2 separate regions of the Macaca mulatta genome follow, and region 2 is linked to region 1. A link is a contact called in public Hi-C data. All regions are on one chromosome and are shown on one strand. The core of a region is the stretch at or near the end of the contact, and the rest is flanking DNA. Distances in the headings are between cores, read along the strand shown. Region 1 overlaps ASIC2 (acid sensing ion channel subunit 2). Region 2 overlaps ASIC2 (acid sensing ion channel subunit 2).

Region 1 (5,865 bases), core at 2,426-4,925:
GATGAGTGTCCTTAAAAATAAATAGAAGGGAGGAGAGAGGCACTCACAGGCACTGGACACTCTGCTAACACTGCACATTCCGTGTCTTGAGTTATTCCTACTAGAACACGTGGGTATTCTTATCTCCATTTTACAGAGGAGAAAACAGCGCTGAAAGAGGGTCAACCCGTGGGCCTGAAATACCCATAGGCCATGGAGTGAGGTTGGTGCCAGAGCTGTGCTGAATAAACCAGGCTGTGAATGCCCATGGCTGCCTCAGGGTCTACTCCTGAGGCCCACCTGAGCACCCCAGAGGAAGATCCAGAGCCAGCCAAAGCTGGTTGGGAGAGGCTAGGCAGGGCTGGAGTGTATGGGTATGTCCTGGGAATCTAAAGGGGTTTGGGACAGAATGTGCTCTCCTCCTCCATCCCCTCCCAACCCCAGAGCTTCAGGAACAGCAACGGAGCAATTCCTCTGCCCTGTCTACTTCCCTCCTTGCCCCATCCACCAAGTGCCAGCTAGGCAGCTATAATTCATGATGGATCCATTCATTCCTTTACTCCTTTGTTTACTAAATACTCACTGGCACCTATGACAGGCTGGGCACACATCCATGGGCACAGTAGAAAAGAAAGCATGACTTCTCAGACTGTGGTGCTGAGGGCTGGCAAAGAGGTTGGCAGGAGGTGAGAAAGAACATCTGGGAGAAAGGACTGAGGTCCTGCTCCTGGGGGATAACACGGGATGACTCCTCAAGGCCCAACAGCTTCTCTATGGCCACACAGCCAAGGGGCTGAGAAAGTCAGTGATTTAGGAAGTGAGCAAAGCCATAAATCAGGGAAGAGGGTGGAGTAGCCCAAGAGGTAGGGGACAGGCAAGGCTGCCTTTCCAAGACCACGTGGCCTTTTTAAACTTTAGAATCCTAGTTCCCGGCAGCATGGTCATAAAACTCTTTAAATGATCTATTGTAATGGTATGGGATCCCATTCCAGAAAAAGATCTGTAATTCTTGGTCACTGGGGAAATGCCCTAGAAAGATCAATAAGGGCAGGACAGAAGTCCAAACGGGTGACTCTGAAATGCTCGGCATGTAGGAGTCCATTTGTCTTGTTGGTCTTCTGTCCAAAAACAATGCTTTCCTTCTACAATCCCCTCCCCTTTGGCCTGCTCCTAATTCTTCCCACATTCCCCCAAATTTCTCAATTTTACCAGTTAGGAAGGCAAGGACCGCGATGAGGTTGAGGGGGGTGTGGAAGAGAGGATGGGGAGATGGAGGAAGGAGAGGATCAACAAGGCAGGGCCACGAATGTGTGCTTCTCAGTGGTGCTTTTCATTTCAGTTCATCGGGGCCTTACTGTGTCATGTACAGCTAAGTCCCTTGAAATTCAGGGCCTCAGTTCTCTCATCTGAAAATGCTGAGTGAGGAGTGGCAGGTGGGTGAGATTAGGCTAGAGTATGCAGCATGAAGGCAAAGTTTCAGAGCCAGAAAAACCTGTGTTTGCGTCCAGTTCCCAGCTGTGTACCTGAGAAAACTGCCTACAGCTGGGACTCATCTTCCATCCCTGCCAAATGGGAGTGATGTCTACCCACGAGGTACACAAGGTTCCATGTGTCAAGCCCCCAGCAGTGTGTCTGGCACAGCTGGTGCCCATATTCATTGATTCCATTATGTGAGGGCAGTGTTGGTTCCCTCCCTACACCCATGATGGTGTCTAAGGTCACCCCTGAACTGGGGGTTAGAAGGAGCACAGGTCTGTGCCTAAGGGAAGGCAGCCTCCAAACAGCCCTGAGCAGATGTGGCTTCCAGCTACAGATGGGAGTGAGCCTTCTGGGAAGGTGCCACCTTTGAACCTGGGCAAGGACAGGAGCCAAGTGTAGGGAACAGAGCACGAAGCAGTCTCCTTGGTCACAGCCTGAGTGGCAGGCAGGAGAAGAGACACTAAACTGAGGACGTCATGGGGTTCTGTTCCCCAACTTCCTCTCACCTCTTACTGCCCCAAATCAGTAAAGATAGGACAAAAATGCCCAACCTAGCTGGCACCAGACAGAAGTTGGGAAGTTGGCTTTAATTGCTTGTCTCTTCTTTGGAGCCAACTCCTCTTCATTCTGTCTCCAATGGCCTCAAAACTCTTAACTATTTTGAAATTAAGAGATATTTTCCTAAGTAATCCTTGGCTCAAAAAAGAAATAAAAACAGAAATTATGCATTATCTAGAAAGTAATGAAAAGGAGAACACTCCACATCAAAGCCTATGGGACACAGCTAAAGCTGTACTCAAAGGACATTTTATAGCACTCAATGCCTCTATTATTTCTTGTGAAAAGCTAAAAATAATTGTACTAAGTAATCAACCTAAGAAATTAGATAAAGAATCATAAAATAAATGAAAAACAACACAGGAGAGTGATTTAATGAAAATAAAAGCTAAAATTGGTGCAATCGAGAACAACAAAAATATTCTACTCTTACTCTTACTAGTTTCTCTTCTTCCTAAAGCAGTCCTGCCATGCCAGCACCCTCATCGTTTATACCCATCCCCAAGAATCCCATGCTAAAATTTAGCTTGAAAATTCCATTACTTTGTAGAATGATCAACAAAACTATTTCATATAATGCAAAGAGCACAAGACCAGACAACAGGATACATGTTCCTGGAGCCAAGTTCACCATGTTCACCTTGGCCGAGTCACTTCCCTTCCCTGGCCCTCAGGTTTCCAGTTTGAACAGAGGCTGGGGCTACCAGCTGGTACTGACAGATTGTCAGTTGAACTCCATTCATGGCCAAAACTCTTCAGAAGTAAGAAGTCACCCTCCCATGGGTAAATATTGACAGGCCTTTTTCTGGAGATGATGGTGCTGGTGAGTGATGGGAGCTATTCCAGGGGTCTGCACCATAGGAGGTTGGCAAGGGAGGCAGTGCCAAGTTGGAAGGATAAACCCAGAAACTGAAGGCAGCCTGGAGCAGCTTCAAGCTTGGACCCGGCTAGAGTAAGCAGGAGTGTAGGTGTGATGGTACTAGGGTCCTTTCCCTGGTCTCTTTTTAAATCTGGTGGATTCACTCCCTTCTGAGACTCATTCATCTTCTTCTTCTCCTTTTATTTTTGTAAATGCTCATCTCTCTTCACACTATAACTCTGCAGGCTCAGTACCCAGTGGGAGCAATAATAATAAGTGGAAAGAAGCGTTCTCCTCCTCAGTCTTAAGGTTCTAAGATCAAGGACAACTAATGCTAAGGGACAGACTGCCTACAGCTATGACCAACTAGCCTTGGAACCTGGTCCATGGAGAAGCTTCTGTCCCTGCTTTCAAGTCAAAATAATGATGACTCAGTTCTTCCAGGCTCTAGCCTCTGGAGGTGACTTTTTAAGAAATCTTGAGGAGCACTGACAGGTGCTTCTCTTTCAGCACAGAGTGACTGCAGAGTTTCACCCTGATCTTGGTCAGACTGAGCTCCTAGAACCATTGAGAACTCTCTGTGGAGGTCTGTTTAAAGAAAAGTAGTCTGATTTTTTCTGTAACCTCATTACAATACTACCCACTATTAAGCTGAATTTTCCCAAACTCCTCCTTTTACACAGGACACTGAAAATCAGAAATAAAAATAAGATGTGCTTTCCCCTTATTGCAATGACAAGGGCTGGGCAGCCCTCTTGATCTCTGTGGTTTACGTTACCACATGAGCTGCTTCCTGGAAGCCCCAGGCTTGGTTCTTTTGGTGACTGTGAGTTTTGTGGCAAATGAGGATGCCTCCAAACCTACTGTACACAGAGCACCCACATCCTGCCTTGTTAGGGACTTGGGTCTTTATCTTAAGAGTGAAAAGATTTTAAATATAGGCTGCCATGATCAGATTTGGGTTTTTCAAAGACCATGCTGGCTTGTGCAATGGGATTGGAGGGTAGTAGAGTGAGTGTGAATAAGGGGATCCCAAGTTCTCCGGCTATTGCAGAAGTCCAGGCCAGAGGCAGTAATGGCCTTGACTTGGATGTGGGCAGTGAGACTGGGAGGAAGTGGACACCTTCAAAAAGGTGGAATCACCAAAACTTGGTTTTGATGGGCTTTAGAGTATAGGTGAAAGGGAGAAATAGAAGATGACTCCCCATTTTCTGGCTAGGGCAACTGGGTGGTGCCCAGTCATTGAAATAAAGAACTAGGGAAAAGGAGCAAGGATAGAGGTAGGGGAAGTGACAATGAGTCTAGATGGGACATGCTGAGTTGGAGGTGGCAGCCATTATCCAAAGGAGTTTCCAAGAACATGGGTGTGTGTCTAAAGCCAAAAGAGACTGAGCAGGAGACAGAAATAAAAGCAGCATCCAGGAAAGGAACTACCCACTACTGGAGAGTCATTGCTTGTCAGTTTTGTGTGTCCTTATCTTGCTTTTGTATGGCGGTTGAACACTCTGGGTATGGCCGATGAACCAAGAATTAGAGGGACAGCCACAGAGTTTTGGAGCCACAGAGCTGGAGGGGGCATGGATGGGGTGGGTGGGGTGGGCACCTGTCTGTGAAAAGGCTCAACATCTCCAAAAGGGTGCAGTAGCTTGAAAAGGCGTGTTCACTACATTAACATAAATTTACATGTGAAAATCTGTAATAATTGCTGTGTGCTGTAATACAGTCATCTAAGCAAGTGTGGAGATGCAGATAACAGATTCTATGGCCTTACTGGGGAGGGTGCATGGCCCCCAGGAGGGGTTGGGTCTCTGTCTCAGAGAGCAGGGTGACATGTTCCTGCCTACGGGCAGAGAATGTGGGTTCACAAGGCCTTGTGCAGGGGTTGCACTCTCAGATGCTTCCGGAAGCTGGTGACATGAATGAGCCCAGTGTGCAGAGTGGTAATGATGGGAACCGGCAGCGGCCATCAGTCCAAAGGAACATGCCAGTGTGTGCTCCCAGTGTGAATGGGGGCTCAGTGTGACTAAGCCCTTTGTTTCCTTTTTTAAAAAAAATTTAATGTTTAATTTTATTTTGAGACAAGACCTCACTCTATTGCCCAGGCTGGAGTGCAGTGGCACCATCACAGCTCATTGCAGACTCGACCTCCTGGGCTCAAGCAATCCTTCCACCCATTAGTTGGGTGTGGCACGCACCACCACACCGAACTAATTCTGTTTAGTTTTTGTAGGGACGGGGTCTCACTATATTGCCCAGGCTGGCCTCAAACTCCTATTCTCAAGCCATCCTCCCACCCTCAGCATCCCAAAGTGCTGGGATTACAGGCATGAGCCACCATGCCAGGCTACCCTCTGCTTTTTCAAGAAAACTTAGGAATACAGAATTGTGTGTGAATTCTTCCAACTTTTAAATATTGGGTCACTTAAAAAATGGGTAATAATTAGAAAGACGAATCTGTCTGGGAACTAAATGAGTCTCATCCACAGGTCAGATTTAGCTCACAGGTCATCAGTTAGAGATCTCTGCTCTGGCCCAACCCACCTGCTGTACAGATGCAAGAACTCAGGTTCTGAAACAGGCCTGGAAAACCTCAGGTCACACAGTGAGTTACAGGCAAAGTCCAGACTCAAATGCAGATAGATGCTCATTTCACTGCTCTGTGCTACCCCACAGCTACTACCTCCCTCTGGAGGGCTATTTAAAGAGAAGGGATCGGAATTTTCCCATAACCCCACTACAGTACTAGCTTCTCTCAAGCTGAATTTTCCCAAACTCTTCTTTTTACACAGAAGGACTCTGAAACCCAGAAATTAAAACAAGATGTGCTTTCTCCCCTATTGTAATGACAAGGCTAGGGCAGAACCCAGGCCTCCTGGTTCCCAGTCTCGCCTTGCTTTTACCAGTTCTCTAAGTACTCAAAGCACTCCCTGGGCAAGGGCTATATTCAGCTTGCAGTGAATTGCTGAAATACTCTGTTCCTAAGCATATCC
Region 2 (5,865 bases), core at 1,565-4,064, 150 kb before region 1:
AGATATATGCACACACTTATCCCATATACATACACACACACTTATGAGTACATCTATTTGGATCTGCTGACTTGGACTTTGCTCATGTGAAAATGAGCACAGGTAGCTATACTGCTGGGGTAATACATTACCCTTTTCACATAACATCTTTACATGTTGCAAACAGTTGTTGCTCTATTCCAATGAAAGGATGTGTGGTGCCTGGGATAGATTTCTAGAGTGGCTGAACCTTGAGGCAGGCATTGTGTGTCCACACTTTTCAAGTTCACAGATATGAAATTTCATCACTTATCCGAGGATGACCCTCTAGGGAACAGACTTCCAACAACCAAGTGCAAAAGAGATAGATCAACAAACCCAAAGTCTGATATTGAAGTTTGTCTTCAGAGATGGAGGATGCTGGGCGCATGCTAGACCACTTGCATGGGCTACTTCCTCCTGGTGGTGTCTGTTGCAGGACCAGATGCAGTTCAGAAGCCTCCTGGTGAGCATAGATTCAAGGAAGGGAAATTCAGTGTTACCAAGAAGCCGCCTTCTACACTGGCAACATCTGGAAGGGTATGGGGGAATTTACCTTTGCATCTGCTAACTGCACCAAGCACAAGGCCTGGCTCAGCAGGGGCAGTAACGATGAACACTTACCAGACTGTCCCAGCACTTTACATGTTCTAGCTCCTCTGCCTTCACAGCTGCCTCTGACATAGGCACTGATAAGGATGTGAAAGTTGAGGTCAGCAGAATAAGGGCCTCCTAAAGACATCCATGCCTTCATCCTGGGAACCTGTCAATATGTGACCTTATGTGGTAAAAGGGACTTTGCAGGCATGATTAAGTTTAAGGACCTTGAAACGGGAAGATCATCCTGGGCTATCCAGGTGAGTCCAATCTCATCAGAAGTTCTTAAAATTGGAGAACTCTTTCTTGGCTGCAGAGAACCAGGGAGATGGCAGCATGAGAAGAACTTTGCCCCTTACTGCTGACTTTGAAGATGGAGGAAGGGCTCCTGACCCACAGGATGTGGGCAGCCTCTAACAGCTGGAAAAGGCAAGCATGGATTCTCCCCCAGAGCTTCCAGAAAGGAATGCAGCCCTTCTTGGCACCAGTACGCTGTGTTCTTTTTCTACTTTATACTGGCTGCAAAACCAGAACGTTCAGTTGGAGAGGTGATCAGATTGTATTCAATGGCCAAAGAATGGAGAAGGGGAGCTTTTGCTCTAAAGACGTCTTCTCTCTAGGCAGGGGGAGCAATGGGAGGTTTATGCTGGACAGGGAGGTATGCGGGCAGGCACAGGGTAGAGTTCTAGACACACCAGCATTGTTCACAAACATGCTTCTTCCTACATCATACGTATGCAAAATGGCTGTGATCTCCTTTTAGGGGAGGATTTTTCAGTATTATAATAATGTGTTGATGATCTGAAGGTAAGTGTAGGTTTCCTGCTCCAGTCTGCACTGGTTTTGAGTGGGCCTGGACTTTCTCTGGTATACGACAGTGGTCACGAGGTTGTGTGTGGCATCAGGCCAAAATGGGGAAATAAAATTTCCCCATTTTTCCCTTGGGACCATCCCGGTGACCTTCTGACAACTAGATTTCTGCCGAGTGAGCCCCAGTGAACCCTTGCTTTTAGCCGAGTAAGAAGAAGGCTAGTTCTTTTAATCTGTAAAACTGTAAGCTAGCAAATGTGTGTTTTTTGAAGCTACTAAGTTTTTGGTAATTTGTTACAGCTGCAATAGAGAACTAACACAGGTTTTCATAAAGGTTAAATGACACAGCTAATAAGCAACAGAGCTGGAAACAAAACCCAAGCTGTCTGGTTTGGAAGCCCACACCCTTCTGTATTCTGCAACATGGCCATTTTACTACCATCATTGACTGTGTAAGTAAGTAAGTAAAGCAAGAAAAGAAAGGATTAGTGAAAAGGAAGAAAAACAGGACAGAGAGAAAAACGTGTGTATAAGGTTAATAGCCTTGTGTTCTATGCACTTCCGTTGTGTGGGTGTTTCTGCTTACTTACCAATAACCACAAAGCACATGTGCACACTGTCTTCCTCCTTTTCTTCCTCCCTCCTCCCCTCCCATATTGCTAGAAGCACCTAACCATGCACTCTCTAGAAACTGTGCCAACCACACCTGCATCTGAGCATGCCTTTGGCAAGGGCATGGTAGAATTTCCAAGCTGCCAGATGCACACAAGCACATCACTGTGCATCCAGTAGGTGGTTTCTGGCTGAGATTTAGAAGCATTCTTATCTCATCAGTGACTCACGCCATCTCACCCACTTTGTGCTGATTCTGCTTTCTGACTAGGTCCCATAGGCAATCTGTTTAGGCCACAACAAGGGGTGCCAGATTCCGCAAATAAAAAACAGGTCACCCAGTTAAATTTAAATCTCAGATAAACAACAAATAATATTTTAATATGAGGATGTCCCAAATATTGTATGGGACGTTCTTATACTAAACCATTGTTATTTATTGATCTGAAATTCAAATTTAACTGGGCATCTTGCACTCTATCTGGCAACCCAAACCACAGCAGACCAGCAGAGAAACAATTCTGGGGCAGCAGACCTTAGCAAGCCCCTGGAACCATGCTGGGGAGCACTGTCCCTTCCAGGCCAGGGCAGAGATAGGATGCTTTCTGCTCCTTCTGCTCAGAAGAGCTGAATGGAGGTCCAGTTCTGCACATGGGGTGACAGCATAAGGTGGGTGGAAGAGGTGGGCTGGGACAGACAAGGAATCCTCCGAGCAGCTCTCACAACTCAGCAGATGCTCCCCAGTCACTTCCAGCCTTCTAGATGATTCCTCCAGCCCTTCTGGTAATGGGATGATTAAGATGACCTGGACAGGCAGGAGGAGGTGGAGGGCTGGGAGAATGAGTCACCCTCTGGGGGCTTTGAGCCTCTTAGCTCTCACAGTAGTAGTCTGCCTGTGGTGTAGAACCCCAGTTCTAGAATATCTGTGCTTTGGTGCTCTGGCTGCTGCACTGTGACCCCAACCTAAAAGTACCCTCTGCCACCCACACACTCAAAATCTCCCCAAACTCTGCCCATTTCTTAATTTTGTTTTAACTTTTCCTTTTCTGCCAGCGATTGTACTGGTTGTTGGGAATTCAATCCTTTAGCAATCTGTCAATCAATCAACAAGTAGTAGTAATTGAGTGCCTACTGTGTACAAAATATATGGTCATACCAGTAGTAGAAACAAAGGTCTGTCCCCCAGGAGCTTATAATCAAACCAGGAAACAACAATATGATTATGTGGGGGAAAAATGAGCAAATGACAAGATGGTTCTGACATTTATGAAACATCCACTAGACATCTATTCTCACGTCGGGTGCCAGAGACATGGAAAAGAAGGCCAAGAGTTCACACTGTATGTAACTGTATGTCACTGTATGTAATACTCTGTATTTCCCAAGAAATACATAGTCATTGGCATCCACAGAGAAGGGGCCCGTAACCCAGCCTGGGCACTTAGGGAAGGTTTTGCTGAGGTGGCGAGGCCCAGACAGTCTCTGGAGAGAGAAGCAGAAGTCAATTTGGCTAATGCAGCCACAGGGAGATGCTCCCTCTCCCAGTGTCCCCTTGAGATCTCTGAATATTTAATTCTGCCTCCTCCATTCATTGTGCAATTAGATGGAGAAAATCTTATTCACCAGAATTTCTTCTGTTGAGAGACCACCAAACTTGCCTGGAAAATATACTTGGATAATCTGTTTCAATGTAGATTGTGAAGAGAGATTCTGAGAGCATACTTAAGCAACAAAAGATGATTTTCTAACTGCAATGTCTGAATCAAGAGTGTTGGCAGCCAGATTTGCTTTGCATTGAAACCTTGGCTTTTCTTAAAAGATTGTTAATTTGTTCAAGATCTGGCCTCAATATGTCCTATAGTTTCAAGTAGAAACACCCGCCCTGAAGAACCTAAACACCAACCTTCAACATGGGCACACCATTCCTACCCTACCCTCTGTGCCAACGATAAGTATAATGTTATGGTCTTTGGTCTCTGTGGCTTTACATCATAGTGCCATTGTCTACAGAGTTGGAATTCGACAGCCCCATCAGTACATAATTTTGAGCACATCTCAAAATATGTATATGCATTTTTGCATAAATTGTTTATATGGACCACATTTCCAATAGTTTGTGAAAATAATAAAACATGCACAAAATAGAAACTTTCAAACAATGAGGAAGAGATGAAATAAACAATATCTGCTTAAAATTCTTTATTGACAAAACCTCATGAATGATATTATACACTTAGATATTTCAAAGAGTCATTTTAACAATTGCAGCTTTTGGGGCTTTTTCTTTTTGGACCTGATTAGATCAGGGTGATTTTTAGCCTAGAAATCTCGCTGATGGTGAGAGACCACCAGGAAGATTGTTGTGCTTGCGTTGCTCATGTCATTTTCAGCTCACGGTTTCTTACAGGAATCTTTTGAAGCCACTTGTCTATTTTGCAAGGGTTGATTTAACTAAAACTCAATAATATATTGTAAAAATCCTCTTTGCTGGGAACACGTGAACTGAATCCATCACAATATATCTGCAAGTTAAATAAGAGGGGAGCTCTGCTCTGTCAACTGTCCATTTCTTGGACTTTTTCCCACTCTTCTCTGGATGCTCAGGGGCCATATGTGACACTTGGCTGCCTGACAATGGGCCAGGTGGAGGCACTAGTGTCAATGTGTATATGAAATATGTGAGGCTTAATTTTACATTTTTAGATCAGAGTAAATGTCAGCAGGAATTCTCATTTTATCTTCTCAGCTCTCATTGGATCATGTTGTATACTCCACTTTGGAAACTACCAAACTGCAGGGTGGGGCATATTGAAACAAGCCAAGGAATCACACGAATGAATGTTTCAGTATCAGTTGTGAGGCATGCAATGAAGGAAAACCCAGGCTGCTGAGACAGAGAGCATAGACTAGGAGGCTTTGACTTTGACTGGGAGGCCAGAGACCACTTCCTTGAAAAGGTCAATTGAGCTGAGATCCAAACACAAAACATACTTTCCCAGGTGAAGAGTCAGGGAAGAGATGTCTAGATACAGGAAGCAAGCAACATGTGTAAGGGCCCTGAGGTCAGAGGAGGCAGAGTCTACCAGGGCAACTGCACCGAGGCTGACGTAGTAAGTGTACAGAAAGTGAGGTAGGTGATAGCATCAGATAAACCTTGACTCCTCTTAGACAGGGGGACTTTTATAGGATGCATTTCAAAGGAGGTGCTGGGAAAATACCCCAGGATGAAGACAGGCTGAGAGGTCAGGGAAAAACAACAGTAAAAGCAAAGAACTCACTCAGCCCTGGTTGAGGACAGGTTTGGGGCAGCTGGTGGTAGACGGCGCCTGAGGGACTCTGAGGAGGGCTGCCCTGAGCACACTGGGATTCAGCTGAGAACATTTGGAAGAGATTAACAATTAATGAGAGATTAATAATGAGAGAGGGCAGTGGAGTGTGCAGGGAAGGGCACGGATCCATTGACAGCAATCACAGTTGCTGATAAAAACTCAAACCCGCTGTCCATTGACAAGTCTTTCCGTTGTTTTAAAATTATAGTCTGTGTCCCCATACCCCCACTTCTGCATTAAATTATAAATTAGTTCCCCTACCACATGGTACTTACATACAGCTCAACTTAACTCTGCCACGAACCTCAAGGCACAGGGAAGACTTTCAAAATGAAATATAAATTGTATTTTAACCTGCATTTAATTACTACCACCTTACACTGAAGGTCTAAAAAGAAGACTCTATAAGCACACTTTAGCACGCATGCACTTCTATGAAGATTGGAGAAGAAAAAAACAAACTATGGCATTAGCCTCAGTTACATTTAATGAGCAAAAC

What was found. Hi-C and Micro-C count contacts between places; a contact is called where the count stands out from the background.
Region 2: a contact with region 1 is called in a Hi-C map of spermatogonia, with 2.2 times the contacts expected there. The contact joins two enhancer-like sites. A contact is called at or near these places in 2 of 14 Hi-C or Micro-C datasets (fetal cortex germinal zone and spermatogonia).

What each region holds. Positions count from the first base shown.
Region 1 is chr16:43,054,966-43,060,830 of T2T-MMU8v2.0, reverse strand. The region is part of intron 1 of ASIC2 (acid sensing ion channel subunit 2); the gene reads left to right. Among named protein-coding and RNA genes, the nearest start is that of SPACA3, 520 kb to the right of the region's middle. Within about 2 kb of position 3,675, at least 4 of the 40 cell types and tissues checked have an H3K27ac peak or open chromatin away from gene starts, as enhancers often do.
Region 2 is chr16:43,206,995-43,212,859 of T2T-MMU8v2.0, reverse strand. All of the region lies in intron 1 of ASIC2 (acid sensing ion channel subunit 2), which reads left to right. Among named protein-coding and RNA genes, the nearest start is that of ASIC2, 480 kb to the left of the region's middle. Within about 2 kb of position 2,814, at least 4 of the 40 cell types and tissues checked have an H3K27ac peak or open chromatin away from gene starts, as enhancers often do.